Linked DNA regions of Hordeum vulgare: region 2 is linked to region 1. A link is a contact called in public Hi-C data. All regions are on one chromosome and are shown on one strand. The core of a region is the stretch at or near the end of the contact, and the rest is flanking DNA. Distances in the headings are between cores, read along the strand shown.

Evidence for each region. A called contact is a pair of places that touch in the nucleus more often than the background predicts.
Region 2: a contact with region 1 is called in a Hi-C map of leaf, with 6 times the contacts expected there. The contact joins the enhancer-like site here to the promoter of LOC123444278 in region 1. A contact is called at or near these places in 3 of 6 Hi-C or Micro-C datasets (leaf and seedling).

Annotation. Positions count from the first base shown.
Region 1 is chr3H:463,377,476-463,385,185 of MorexV3_pseudomolecules_assembly, reverse strand. LOC123444278 (putative methyltransferase DDB_G0268948) reads right to left here and starts at 4,256. Exons shown (of 2, transcript XM_045120956.1): 1 at 3,772-4,256; 2 at 2,924-3,666. The coding sequence starts at 3,921. The coding sequence ends at 3,031. It overlaps LOC123444277 (violaxanthin de-epoxidase, chloroplastic), which reads right to left. Exons shown (of 3, transcript XM_045120955.1): 2 at 6,287-7,710; 3 at 5,713-6,078. The coding sequence ends at 6,409.
Region 2 is chr3H:463,892,987-463,900,696 of MorexV3_pseudomolecules_assembly, reverse strand. No RefSeq gene overlaps it. Among protein-coding and RNA genes, the nearest start is that of LOC123444283, 290 kb to the left of the region's middle. Within about 2 kb of position 2,601, at least 2 of the 3 cell types and tissues checked have open chromatin away from gene starts, as enhancers often do. A contact at or near this core is called in leaf, where this site is marked.

The DNA.
Region 1 (7,710 bases), core at 3,007-5,506:
CTATCAGTTGCTACGAAAAATCTATGAAGGCAAACTACCAACAATACGTTCAAATCTAAAAGAAAACTGGAAAATTTGAGGGACAAAACAAAAAGTTTACATTGATGACAGTACTGTCAAACTTTGTTTTGTACCGAAGATTTAGACACCAAAACCTGAAAAGTAGTATAATCCAGAAAAAAAAGCGATACTGAAACTATAAAGCAAAATAATAAGGAAGTTGTTTTGTACTGAAGATTTAGACACCAAAACCTGAAAAGTAGTACAATCCAGAAAAAAAGATACTGAAACTATAAAGCAAAATAATAAAGAAGAAAATGCTTTTGAAAGAGAGCAACAGGGATCGACCTCGAGTATCCCAGGTTGAAGAGCATGGCTCAAGCCATTCGGACGCTCATGGGTCTGTATTTTATTTAGGGATTATTTTATATTGAACATACATGACCGCCTGAACTGAAAAGAAAAGAAAAGAAAACGATTCTTTTTTTTCACTTACGGGTGGCATAGGGCCGTAATTCTTGCAATCTTTAGGCGCAAATTTCGCGACGTACCGCAGAAGCATTAATTGCTTTATTATTAGGGAAAGATTTGAACCTAAACCTTTTTTTGAGTTTGAAGAATAATTTTTAAAAATCAAGATTTATTTTTGAATTTATGAACAATGCTTGAAAAATGCCAAAAAATTTAAATCTGGAACATTTTCTAAAACAAGAACATTTTTCAAAAATTAAGAACAATTTTAGAACACGAACCTAGTTTCACAATTAAACAAAATTTTGATATCTCGAGTTCTTTTGAATATACAGCACATTTTTTTGAAAATACCGACATTATCTTAAAATATCATCATTTTTTTAAATACCGAACATTTTTGGAAAATCGCAAACATTTTTTGAAGTTATGAATCTTTTCTTAAAAACGGCAACTATTTTAAATTTAGAACATTTTTTAAAAAAGCTAAAACATTTTCCGAATTTGAAGAACAATTTTTGAAAATCAAGAACATATTTTGAGAATCCTGAAGATTTTTTGAAGTTAGGAATGTTTATGAAAATGGAAACTTAATTGAAATTTAGAACACTTTTTGAATTTGAAGAACATTTTTTGTAAATCCAGAAAAGTTTTCTGAGAATACAAACATTTTTTATATTTATGAACATAGTTTTAAAAATGACAATTTTTTTGAATTAAGAACATTTTTTAAAAGCAGGACATTTGTCGAAATTTAGGAACAATTTTTAAACATGAACTTAGTTTAAAAATTAAACAAAATTTGATATTTTTGAACAGTTTTTGATAATACCAAACACTTTCTGAACTCATGCTTCCCCCGGTCGGCTAGGCCCGGGGGCAGCCAGCGTGAGGTTGTGGGCCGCGTTGAACTCGTGTCGAGCGGCCTCGAACTCGCGCTGGATAGCCTCGAGCGCTTTCGCCTCCGCGAGCACACGCTGGCGGCGGGTGTCCAGTTCCGCGGTTGCGGCCGTAGGGTCGGCCACAATCGGGATTTGCTCGTGCAGTGTGTCCACTGCGACGCGAAGCAGGGTCCGGTACGCTGATGTACTACCCAGCGAGATGATAGACATTACCTCCACGTGGGTGCAGAGGTCGTCGAGGTTGATGGAGAGGTCGTCGTTGTCAGACGATGGCAGCTCGTCGCAGTTGAGCACCTCGGCGGGGTACTCGTCGAGGACGACCGCGACGTAGACATGGTGCGAGCCGAATGGGACGATGGAGCCATCGATGGGGAAGTCCACGTCCTCGAGGCAGTGGGCATTGTCGTTGACGCAGTCGAGCGCCACCGTAGCCCATGACAAAGCCGTGCGCCACGAGCACGTCAAAAAGGGTGAAGGGTCCCGCCCGAAACGTTACTCCGGCCGACGTTGCTATCGGGCCCATGGTGAGGCCAACTGTCGTGGTATTTCCACGACAGATGCGAGGGGATGACTTAGTTCGTAGTTTGGGACTGACGTGCGCCGGCGGCGTCTGGGAACAGATGAAGGTGCAAGACATATGACGTCGATCTATCCAGGTTCAAGGCCCTCCGATGAGGTAAAACCCCTAATCCTGCTCGTGTGACTATAGGTGATCACAATATAGGCGCGTCCTTAAGCTGTTCATGAGTAGAAAGATAGAGCTCTCGCTACGAGTCTCGCTACCTCTATGGGGTGTGTAATGTGGAGTGTTGTGAGTATTCGGGAGCAAACCAACCCCTCTATGTGGGGGCTAGGGTTTGGATTACAATAGTGGGGGAAAAGAAGGGTCGGGACCCGGCTGCGAGCCTCTCTGGCTGGCTGTGGGCCCATCTGTTGTCGAGTATTGTCTGACACGGACCCGCTGGTCAAGCACCACAGCGGTAAGCACGCCGGTCGTCAAGGAGTTGGTAGGCACAGGCTTTGCTAGAGAACGGGCTCGCCCAATCAGCCTCGAAAGTGATCGATGACCCTATAGCCTTGTCATGCTTGCATCATGGTGTCGATGCCCCTATAGCCTTGTCATGCTTGCATCATGGCGCCCTGTAGCCTCGTCGGATCTGTCAACACGCACTTTAACCATGCATGCTCCTTCAAGGGATTGTCATCGTACGCTAGTACGGGCGTTGACCCGCCGGCTATCGTTGGCGCTAGCCGGCCAGCAACACGACGGTGAGACGAACCGCAGCCGACGCCTAAATGTGTTGGAGTGAGATTTCCTCCACTTTGATATACCCGGCGCCATTACCCCGTCATGAGGCGAACCAACAACTTTGCTTTGATAGTAGAGATTTTGAAACGGATGGAGTAATAAGCAGTCAACTTTTACTCTACTCCCTCCGTTCCTAAATATAAGTTTTTGTAGAGATTTCACTAGTGGGCTACATACGGATGTATATAGACATACTTTAGAGTATATATTCAATCATTTTGCTCCGTATGTAGACCCTTAGTGAAATCGCTTAAAAGACTTATATTTAGGAACGTACATGTTATTCTGACCAAGAGAAAACAAAGGTCACTGATCACAATTCACCACACCCAGCAGCTCATCATCACGTCACATGGGCCTCCCAGCCAGCATGAAGGCCTTGAACACAAGCTTCCTGGGCACCGTCGGCAGATCCCCCCACCCCTCTTCCATCTCCTTCATCACATCCTTCACCAGCGCCTCCAGGTCCACCCCTCTCTCCCTGGCCGTCGTCGCGACGGAGCCGGTCATCACGAACCCGGCCAGGTCCTCCAGCGTCATCTCCGCCTCCATGTCGACATCGGCCGGCTCGCCCTCGCGGCCCACCCCGACGGGCTCGAAGGGGAACGGCAGCTCGTGGTACCGCTCCATGGCCAGCCTCGTCCTCGGGTCCATGTACGGCCGCATGGCCGGGTACAGCGTCCCCTGCAGCTTCTCCCCGAACGGGTGGATGTCGTAGTTGTACCCCCACACGGCGAGCACGCCGCCGGGCTTCTTGAGGGCGCGGTTCACCACGGCGTAGAAGAGCGGGACGTCGAACCAGTGGATCGCGGTCGCCACGACGACCAGGTCCAGGGAGCCCTCGCCGCCGACCAGCGCGACGAGCTCGTCCTCCGGGAGGCCCTCCGGCGTGTGCAGGTACCGCACCTTGGGGTGCGCGATGGCGTGGCGGAGCTGGCCCTCGCTCACGTCCGTCGCCACCACGCCGTCGTAGTGCTCCGCGATCTGAGGAGGAGGGAGGGGGGTTCGTTTTTTCAGGTGCTCGCTCGACTCATCTCAGAGTTCAGATCAGACAAACAGACGGCGTGGCTTAAAGGGTTGGAGGCTTACGCTGACGGAGGCCTGGCCGCTGCCGCAGCCGGCGTCCCAGGCGCGGCGGTGGCCGGCGGTGAGGGAGGCGAGCTTGGAGAACCACTCCTCGGGGTACCGCGGCCGCTTCTCGGCGTACGTCTCCGACGGCTTCTCATACAGCCCCGCCATTCTTGTGCTCTGCTATCAACCGTCGGTCTATAAAGTGCGAATTGCAGTTGAAGGGCTGGATCTGGATGGAATTTATAGACTATTATCACGGAGGTCAGAGTCAAAGTCAAAGTCAATGTGGTCACATGATCCATATAAAAATGTAGCCATGAATTATCCACTACAGTAGGAATCTAGGATTCAGAATTGTAAACTGCAGCAATTTGTTTCTCAGACTTTACACTGCCACGTATCCATTGGAACGCATCACATCTGAATGAAACCTGTGGGTTTCGGGTATAAAGCAGGTCAACCAGACGTATGCGACTTTGCTTACTCCAGCTTGTGTGGTGCACACCATTTTTGCTTCGCCAACATGATTGTATGCACCGAACTGAACTATCTGAGCATCCACAATATGCTTCAGCACCCATAAGACCATATCTAACAAACACTGTAAAATCACGACATGTAAACGTGTACCGTTTTACAATTCGATAAAGTAAGGTTTTACGGGACGAAATGTTGCGTTGCAGACCCTGTATATGAAATTATAAAATTTGAAGAAAAAAGTGCTCGCGGGAAGCAACTACTACATCATTCATCGAACATAGGCATGGTTATTGTAAAAATTACATCAGTTCTTCATCAAACTACATTAGTTCGGCATACTACTACTAGGGGGAGGGTCTGAGGGCCGTGCAACGTACCCGACCCAATGCTACCAAAAAGGACGGGTGCGGCGACGACGGCGCGGCGGAGGAGCAGGAGGAGCTTACTCCTCATCGGAGGTGGAGTCGAGGTCGATCCACATCTTGTCCTGCTCGGCCTTCAGGATGCGCAGGTCCGCCTCCTTGGACACACTCGCCTGCGACGCCGTGACCCCTTGCTCGAGGAAGATCTGCTCGATCTCCAGCTAGCGACGGTTGCGCGCGGCGTCCTCCACCGCTTCCCTCACCGAGCGCTCCATGATGGCGCATGAGGTGATCCTCCCACCCCGAGGGGGGAGGTAATCCTCGGGGTCGATGACCCCTCCACGCAGCTCGTCGACGTCGTCCTCGAGCTTGACGGCGAGCGGCCCAAGCTCCTCCGCCCTTCTCCTCACCGGAGTTATGGTCCGCGAGGACGACGCGCCCGCGAACGAACTCCCAGCAGCAAAGGAGCCGACGCGTCGAGCCGCGAGCTCGTACGCCTCGAGCTCGTGACGCTCGAAAGCCTGCGGCGGCCGGAGGCCATACTTCAGCCACCTCCGGGATCCCGGCTTGCGTGCGGCGTCGGAGACGCGGCGGCGACGACGCTCGGCGTCATCCCCTCCATTTCCATGGCCGTCCATGGTCGGGACAGCCCGCTGGTGGTTTTTTTGTCTCGCCGACGACGAGAAATTAGGGCGGAGTGGGTGTTTGAATCGCGGCGGAGCTACGGTGATGGAGGTTAGGGTTCGACCCGTAAACGCGCTGTAAAACCATATATATGCCGGCTCGAGGGGTCTTTTTGCGGGCCGCGGTAAAAAATTTACGGGCCGAACATACGAGACAGGGTCTGTTCTAACCACTAAAACAGACCAAACCCGTATACTGGCCGGAATTTTGCAGGTTCGACCCTTTTACGGTGTCTACTAGGATGCTCTAAGTGAGAACACTTCAAGATGCTTAAACATTACAACAACACATGCATTAACTATTTAGTACTCCCTTCGTTCCTAAATATAAGTCTTTCTAGAGATTTCATCTAGAGACTACACACGAAGCAAAATGAATGAATCTATATTCTAAAATATGTTTATATGCATCCGTATGTAGTCTTCTAGTGAAATATCTAAAAAGACTTATATTTAGGAACGGAGAGAGTATTTGGTTCATTGGTTATCTACAAACTAATGGCTTGTTTTGACTACAGGTTTACAACAGGCAGTAAAAGATATAAGCACCGTAACAACAGGCGTCACATAACACTCTCCTATAAATGTACAAGTTTCTACGAGCAACGTTTACTGCACAAGGTAATTGTACAGCGGACGAAATGGGGCATCAGCAGACTGCAGAGAGGCTGTTGTTGGAGATCGGGGACAGTGGGACTGGCATAGCGAGCACAGGATGCGGGCCTATGTCCTGCTATGTGTGAGCATCCAGGATTTATACAGGTACTGAAGACACCCCTTGAACACCGCATGCTCTCAACCTGTCATGATGAGAAAAGCAGAAAACCCAATTGACAATTTGGAAACACAGGAGAGTTTTACTGAACAATCTTGTATCGAATTAGTTTATTTATTGACTTGGAACCCTTTATCTATGTTATTAAGCATTGGGCATGATGATGGCAACAAGAAAGGTGATGTATTATATGACAAGTAGCAGTATATGTAAGAATGAGAAAATATACCTACCAGTTACAAATAAGTTCCATTTGGCAAGATGCGCCGCCATTCTTTACAGCCGTGTAAGTAGAGGTGCACATGTACATCAGTTGGGAAAGAAATTTCCCCTTTCATGCTGTGTGAACAATTCATCAGAGAATTCTCTGCATAATATCAGCTTCTTTTCCTGGAGCAATCTGGTAATGCAGCCGTGAACCTTCGGGAGTTCCCAAAGGCGCACCCGTGCAGGAGCAGTTGTCAACCATAAAAAGCTCCCATTTCTTGATACCACATTTCTCCAAAGCAGAGTCCAATCTTGGGTTGTCCCCATCAGGATAAGACCCATCAGGGGTAACAAGCACTGCTCCAGTGTATGATTGTCCAGCAGCCTGAGCAGCTCCATGGTAATGGAACAGACCCCAGCTGAAATCATCCGAAACATCGACAACTGTCCAAAACTCTTTTGAAACCACACCATTATCCAGCACACTGAAATAAAATGTACCAGGGATGCTAGCTCTTTTCACTCTGTACTTTCTACGCCTCCAAACCAGCTTCCCTTCCAGGGTCCTGACCTGAAAAATTGGCTCATACCAAAATGAACCTTTAGCTTTCCCTCTGTAGAATAATTGATACTGGCATGGGAATTGGTCATATGCTGGATTTTGTCCAGCTACAACTCTCCAACTCCACTCCAAGCTGTCCAGCCAACCGACAAACAAATCTTCCGCAACTTCATGGCTAAGCTTTTCTTCTCTGAACACTGATAGCGGGGTTACAGAGGGTTTACTAGGGATCTCAGCATTGAGCTCAAGACAGTTGTTCTTTTGCAAAACACAGAGAGAAAAAGCCTCTAGATGCGGACTCTCGTACGATGCAATGCAGCGATAGTTGCAGACCTGGTCAGTTGGAGAGCAAGAATTCAAGCACTGAATGGCTTTCCTACAGTCGGGATCAAACAAGCAATTCAGTATTTGAGGACCGCAGTTTTTTATCATACAGCCTAGGGTAGAGAGACCTTTTGCCCTAAGGTTTTTCAGCATAGCGACCGGTCTTATGTATGCATTAACCACAACAAGCAAGCAAAACCTAATGTCATCTGAGTTGTGCCTTTCCCAGGCATTGGATATCGTCTTGAGAACTTCAGTTGATTCCTCTGTTCCACTTGGTTTTCCAACATTGATTAGCTTGCCAAAGAAGTCCTGCTCTCCAGTGTATTGAACAGATGTGCCTCCTAGCTTGTTTACTAAGGACGGAGATGACTGAAAGCAAAGTACATTCGGGATGTTCTTACTGTTTTGTGTAAGCCACTGAACAGACTCCTGGCCTGTTATTGCAACATTGACTAGCATATCACAATGAGACAATTCTTTCCTAAGATCATCATGGTCAATCGACTTGTCAGTGAACACAAGCATTTCAAACCCTTCATCAACCCACTTCAACCTATCAGC
Region 2 (7,710 bases), core at 1,352-3,851, 520 kb before region 1:
TCATCGAATTTAGCAAATTTCTTCAAATTTGTTAGTTTCTATCAATTTTTTAAATATACATCAATATTAAGAAAAAAATATGAATGTGAAAACAATTCATTAAAGTTGAAAAAATCATCAAATTTGATAAAGTTCATTAAATTACAAAAAAATTATCATGTTTGAAAAATGCTGGCATATTTGAAGAAAGTTCATTGAATGAGAAAGAGGGAAGAAGAAAAAGAAGACGGAAAAAAGGAAAAGGAAAATGAAGAACAAAAAACATAAAAAAAGAAAACGAAAAATGGAAAAAACAACAAAGAAGGTAAACAAAAAATGGAAAAAGGTTTTTTTTTAGAAATATAGAAAATGTAATGAAGATAAAGAAAATATGGAAGTGCGCACATCAAGTTCGCATGGCGGATTGCTTATTGCGGTGTGGCACATGACATGTACAATAATGCTATTTTAGAAGTGTCACATAGGATAAATCCTGAAGTGAAGAGAGAGAATTCATAAGAAAGGTTTTTGTTTTTTCTTATTTAAGAGAAGACAATAGATGATCTCTTAGCATAATATGTCTTACTACATTTTTACAATAACTAGTTATTAAATATAAGGCTAAGAGATGACCCATTATAAAACTTTTTTATCATCTCTAAATTACATACAAAACTTAATATAAGACTATCTTATAAATTATTGTACAAGCCCTAAGAAAGTCCCGTGTTTGATTCTCAGTACCAGCGTATATTTTTATGGGCAGTCCTAATGGACGCATTCTGCGTCCAATAGGTGTGGCTTCGCACTCGGGAAGCCTACTCGCGGGTTTTGGCTGCTTGACGCTGGTTCACTTGTTTCTATGTATTGTTTTGTTGTTTTCTGCAGGTTCAGCTGTTTAAAAATACTACCAGGTATTTCACTGTTTCATAGAAACGCGTTATTAGGAGTTTCACTATTTGTTGGAAAAAAATCGAATTATGAACAAATTTATGAAACAGTGAATATTTTTTGAATTGTGAATAAATATTGAGACTGCAACATTTTTTAAACTGTGAACAAATTTTGAAATATCAATAAATTTTAAATTCGTCACCAAAAACTAAAATTATGAAAATATTTCAAACTGTGAACAAATTTGAAACCATAAACATTTTTTAAAACATGAACTTTTTTTTAAACGGGGAAAAAATTTGAAAGCGCAAACAATTTTTTAAAGAACAAATAATAATTTGAATCTTGAGAACATGTTTTGAAACCGAGACCAGTTTTGCAAACTCGTGAACAAATTTGAAAGCTCTAATATTTTTCAAAGTACAAACATTATTTCAATCTCGAGAACAAAATCTTGAAAAGGTGATTTTTTTTTTGAAAAATCGCAAACAAATTTGAAAAGCGTGACCAAATTTCTATTTAAAGCGAAAACATTATTCGAATTTAAAGAAGAATTTTCAAAAAAACATGAATTTTTTGGAAGCGTGAACATTTTTTGAATCTTGAGAACAAAATTTTGAAAAGGACAACAATTTTGAAAAATCCCAAACAAATTTGAAAGCATGATCACATTTTTTAAGCACAAACAATTTTTGAATTATGAGAACAAAATTTAAAAACAGAAATATTTTTATAAAATATGTAAAAAATCACTTTGAAAATCTCGTAATATTTTTTCAAATTCTGGAACATTTTTTAAAATTCCGGAAAAACTGTCAACTTCTGGAACATTTTTTTGAATTCTAGTACATTTTAACAAATTCCGGAACATTTGGCAAATTCAAGAACATTTTTTCAAATATGGAGCATTTTTTAATATGTGGAGCATTTTTTCAAATTCCGGAACATTTCTGAAATTCTCAAACATTTTACAAATTGCAGAAATTCTTTTCAAATTCCGGAACATTTTTTAAAATACCGGAATATTTTTCAAATTCCGGAACATTTTAAAATTTCAGAAACTTTTTTATAATTTCGGAACATTTTTTCAAATTCCAGAACATTTTTACAAATTCCGGTATATTGTTTGTATTTTCGGAACATTCTTTCAAATTTAGAACATTTTTTCAAACTCCGAAACATTTTTTCAGATTCTGAAACAGTTTTTTATATTCTAAAACTTTTTTTCAAATTCCGAACATTTTCCAAACTCCGGAACATTTTTTTCAAATTTCAAACATTTTTTCAATTTCTGGAACATTTTCCAAAGTCCGGAAGAAATTTTGTAATCGGAAACTTTTTTTCGAATTGTGAACAAATTTTGAAACCATGAACATTTTTCGAGTTGTGAACAAAGTTGGAATCTAGAAAAATAACCAAGTTTTGAAACTATGAATATTTGTTAAAAAAACTTGAGAAACTAAAACTATTAAAAAGAAAAAATAAAAAAGAAAGAAAAAGGATACAAAACAGAAGAAAAAACTGAAAAAATAGTGGATAACAAAAACGAACAGAAACAAAAAAAAAGGTTCAAGAACCTTATGGAAGGTCCACAAAACCGGAAAAAACCGCTTGAAACCTTCCAGCAGGTTCCCAAAACCGCAATCAGTGGAATCCTTATGGGCCATCCTGTCCCTTCATACGCCTGTGCGATACCCCGACACTTTGACGCAAGATGCGTCAAATAGCATTTTCCTATTTTTATGGTCTGAAAAACAGAAAAAAAATGGTCCTGCCCAGCGGGGAGGAGGGTTGTGCGTCCATTTGCAACGTTACGACTATTTCTCAGTTTAAGCTAGAAGGAAAGATTTGTCTAAAAAAAACTACTTTCTCCGTTCGAAAATAAGTGTCTTAAGCTTAGTATAATTCTTATATTAAAGGTAGTATAAAGTTGAGACAATTATTTTGGGATGGAGAGAGTAGATGAAAAGATCGTTCGCTTAGACTACGCTAATCGGGCAGGCACACTCACGAACGCATAGAGTAGGAGGAAAAACGCACTAACAGAAAATGGAACGCAGCTCGGATTCAAGCCGTCGTCTCTTGGCTTAGAGCAACTACATCAAGCCAGTAGATTGACTTTCGGTTCATGATAGTAGTAGCACAAATCGTACCTATAAAGAGGAAAAGAACCAGGCTTTCTCCAGGGTTTTCTCGTTTTCTTTTCCATTCTCCGGGTTTTTCCTTATTTTATTTCTTAAGCTTTTTTCATTTGGTTTATTTGCTTCATTTTTTGTTTTTCATTTTTTGTTTTTGTTCTTAGTTTCTTTTTTGTTTTTCATTCTAAATTCTTATATACAAGATCAATATTTTTTCGTGTTCACCATTTTTAAAATAATTATTCGACATTTTGTAAATACATGTTTAATATTTCTGTATACATCATAGATATTTTTCCAAATACTTGTTCAACATTTTCAAATACCTACTTGTTCAACCTTTTTCGCATACTCAATCAACCTTTTTCTAATACTTATTCAATATTTTTTAAATACTTGTTCAACATTTCCCTAATGCTTGATACCTTTTTTAAATACTTGTTCAACATTGTTCGAATGTCTATTCAAATTTTTCCAAAAAATATTTGTAGACTTTTGTAATAAATATATTTTAAATATTCTAAAGTATAAACAAAAAAAAATGGAAAACATAAAAAACCCAGAAAACAGGTTGTGGTCTAGCTCGCGTATGGGTCTGGACAGCGGGGAAGGGGGTTCTGCGCCCGTATGCTTTCCTATTTTACATTGAACTTTTAAAATTAAAAAAGTATTAGAAATTCAGAAAAATGTTGTTTGTTTTCAAAAATCCCGATAAAGTCCAAAAATATCCGTGTTTACGAACAAGTAATTAGTTTTTCGAAAAAATGTGCCCACGCAAAATCATTCATAGTTTCTGACATTTTGTATTATAATTTAAAGAAGTTTTAGTGTTCTAAATACATTCGTGTTTTCTAAGAAATGATTGCCTTATCAAAAAACATTTATAGATGCTCATAAAATCATATGTTAGAAAAAACATGTTCGTATTTTTTGAAAATGTTATCAAATTTTATTGAATGTTTACTTTATATAACAAATTCCATGTTTTCTAAAATATCAACCACAAATTCAAAAATGGTAGAAATAGATTGTGGGTTCAATAATTGCCTAAGAATCTTAGGGCGCTTGCTAGAGTGCCCTTGCGGATGAGACGACCAAGCTGGGGCGCCCCTATGCATTTGGTCGCCAATTTGATGCTAGCAAGTATCCCGCAAGCTTGTTAATGACCTAGCTTACAATCTGAGATTTTATTTTTTGATGGTACATTTTGGATTTCATCTACACGAGTTTTTCTATTTCTTCATTATTTCCTATCTTTAATTTTTTTGGTTTCTTTTTAATTTATGTAGCTTTTTATTTTTCATTTGCCCTTTTTTGTCCTTTCGTTCCTTTTCCCTTTCCTTTTTCTTTTTTTGCCATAATCATTTTTCTTTGTGATCATATTTCCTCAAATTTTGAACGATTTTTAAAAATCATGAACATTCTAGAATTCATGAAGATATTTCAAATTCATGAACGTATTTTAAAATCCTAAACATATTCGAGTTGATGACATTATTTTTTCAAATTTTATAATTTGGTTTAAAATATCACAAACATTTTTGTTAAACACATGAAAAATTATTTTGAATCGGAGAACATTTATCGAGTCCATGAAATATTTTCCAAAATTAGGGAACAATTTTTGTAATTCATCAACATTTTTTGAATCAGGGTACTTATTTAAAATTGATGAAATTATTTCTAATTCATAAAAACATTGAATTTCTGAACATTTTATAAATTTTATAAACATTATTTTAATTTTCATAACATTTTTTTGAATACAAATATTTTTTATCCAGGGTTGGGCTAATTTTATGATATGTGAGGGCTTTTTGTAATGGGATGGTGATTCTGATTGCATGGTTTTTTTATACATGAATAGAAGAAGAGGAGTGGTTCTCCTTGGTATTCGTATTGGGTGCAACAATATGTTGCATTACATAGATGAGCTTTTTAATGACCCGCAAGTATAAAAAATCAATTGTAATACTTTCGATAAGTAAGAGTGTCGAACGCAACAAGGAGCAGAAGAAAATGACAAATGATTTTTGGCAAGGTGATTTTGCAAGCAGTGAGAATGATAGTAACAGATAGTTTAATAAAAGTATAATTCGTGACAAGTGACAAGTAACAATTATAACTAAGTTGCAGCAAGGTGGTCTAATCATTTTTATAACAAAGGACAAGCATGAAAGTTCTCTTATATGAAGTAAAGCGCTCTCAACACATGGAAATTGTTGTCTAATCATGTTCATCATGTCCAATTAATTCGTGTTGGGTACTTTGATAATTTAATATATGGATGGACCGGGGCGAAACAATCCTCTTATAATAAACCTTTCTCGTAAGCATCCGCAACTACGTATGAAGAATTAAGATAAATCCAAACATATCATGAAACATATGAATCCAAATCGGACCCTTACAGAATGACGCATAAACTAGGGTTTAAGCTTATGTCACTCTCGGAACCCATCATCTACTTATTATTCCCCAATGCTTTCCCTTACGCCCAAATATGGTGAAGTGTCATGTAGTCCATGTTCACATAACACCACTAAAGAAAGAGCAACATACACATCATCAAAATATCAAACGAATATCCATATCACATGATTACTTATAACAAGACTTGTCACATGTCCTCAAGAACAAAAGAAACTAGTCACAAATCATTATAATGTACAAGATCAGAGGTATAATGAATATTAGAATGTGTAATCAACACTACTAGCAACCCACGGGTATCAATCTAAGGTTTTGAGACAAACATTGAATATAGGAGATGAAGTAGGGTTTGAGATGAGATGGTGCTGGTGAAGATGTTGATGAAGATTGATCGTACCATGGTGGAGGAAGCATTGGTGATGACGATGGTTTTGATTTCCCCTTCTGGAGGGAAGTTTCCCCGGCGGGATCGCTCCGTCAGAGAATAAAAGTGCTCCTGCCCAAGTTTAACCTTGAGACGGCGGCGCTTCGTCCCAAAAGTAATCTTATGATTCTTCTAGGTTAAATGACACCATATAGGAGAAGATAGGCTTTTGAGGGTCAGGGGGCACAAGCCCGGTGGGCACGCCCTAGGGGGTAGGGCGTGCCAATCAGACATGTGACCACCTTCTGGGTCCTTCTCCGATGATTCTTCCTCAAGTTAATAATTTTTATATATTCCAAAATAATTCTTTCTTAATTTTCAAATCATTTGGAGTTCTAGAAAATATTCAACTCTTCTATCACCCTTTTTGTCCAGAATTCGAGTTGTTGGTAATTTCTCTCTTTATATAATCCTTGTAAACTAAGAGAAAAAGAAGATCAGGATTCCATCATAAAGTGAAATACTCACTGAAAATGTAACAAATATCAATAAGAAAACATGATGCAAAATAGACATATCACCTTCCGACACGCTAAAGCCCCTCGGAGTCGCTCTTGTGGATGTGCCGACCTAGTTTGCGGGCGGCGAGTGCCTCGTTTTTGTGTTGTTTTTCTTTACTTTTTTGTCTTCTATTTCATTTAATTTTTATTAGACGTACAAATTTTTTAAGCATATATACTACAAAAATAAACTTTACATAATATATTTTCAAATGCTAATCATGCATTTGAAAAATATTAAATGCTTATACAAAAATATTCACCATGAATATATAAGAAATTAATCTTGTACTTGAAAATGTTAATCAAGCAATTGAAAAATGTTAAATGTGTATAGAAAAATGTTGATCGCATATTCGAAAATGGCGAATCTTGTCTTTAAAAAATGTTAATTAAGCATTTGAAATTTTAAAATGTGTGTACAAAAAATGTTGACCATGTATTTAAAAATGGTAATGTTGTGTTTGAAAAATGTTAATCAAGCATTTATAAAATATTTAATTGGTATAAAAATGTTCACCATGTATTCAAAAATGTTAATATTGTATTTGAAAATTTTAATCATGCATTTGAAATATATTCAATGTGTATAAGAAAAATATTGACAGAGTATTCAAAAAATGTTAATTTTGTATTTAATTTTTTTAATCAAGCATTTAAAAAATGTTAAATGCGTATAAAAAATGTCGACCATGTATTCAAAAAAGTTTAATATTATATTTGAAAATGTTAATCAAGCATTTGAGAAATGTTAAATGTGTATAGAAAAATGTTGAATATCTTTTGAAAAACCTTAATTTCGTATTTAAAAAATGTTAATCAAGCATTGAAAAAAAATAGTTAAATGGGTAAACAAATGTTGACCATTTACATAAAAAATGTTAAACTTGTATTTGAGAAGTTTTAAATATATTAGAAAAATGTATTTGTGATATGCCAGAAATATACATTGTTGTTAGAAAAATCGTGGACATAAAGAACTATAATTTTCAAAAATAAATGTAAATCATATATTTCAAAGATATTAAATGTGCATATAATTAATGTTTCTTATGCATAAAACATAGAATATGCAACGAAAAAATTAACTTATGTTGAACAAAAAAGAAACTCATGAAAATCGACAAAAGACAAGAAAGAAAGCAAATCGACAAAAGTCTAGATAGTCCGAGCTCCCCCTAATCAAGATCATATGAGGGGGTGAAATGTGGTTGTACGAACTATCCTTCATGTTATCTTCAACACACGAGCCCAACACAAAAACCCCATCCCACGACGCATCCTTCCCTATTTTTATCGCCTCCCCCCTTCCCGTTCGGCTACCTGTCATAGCGAGACATTT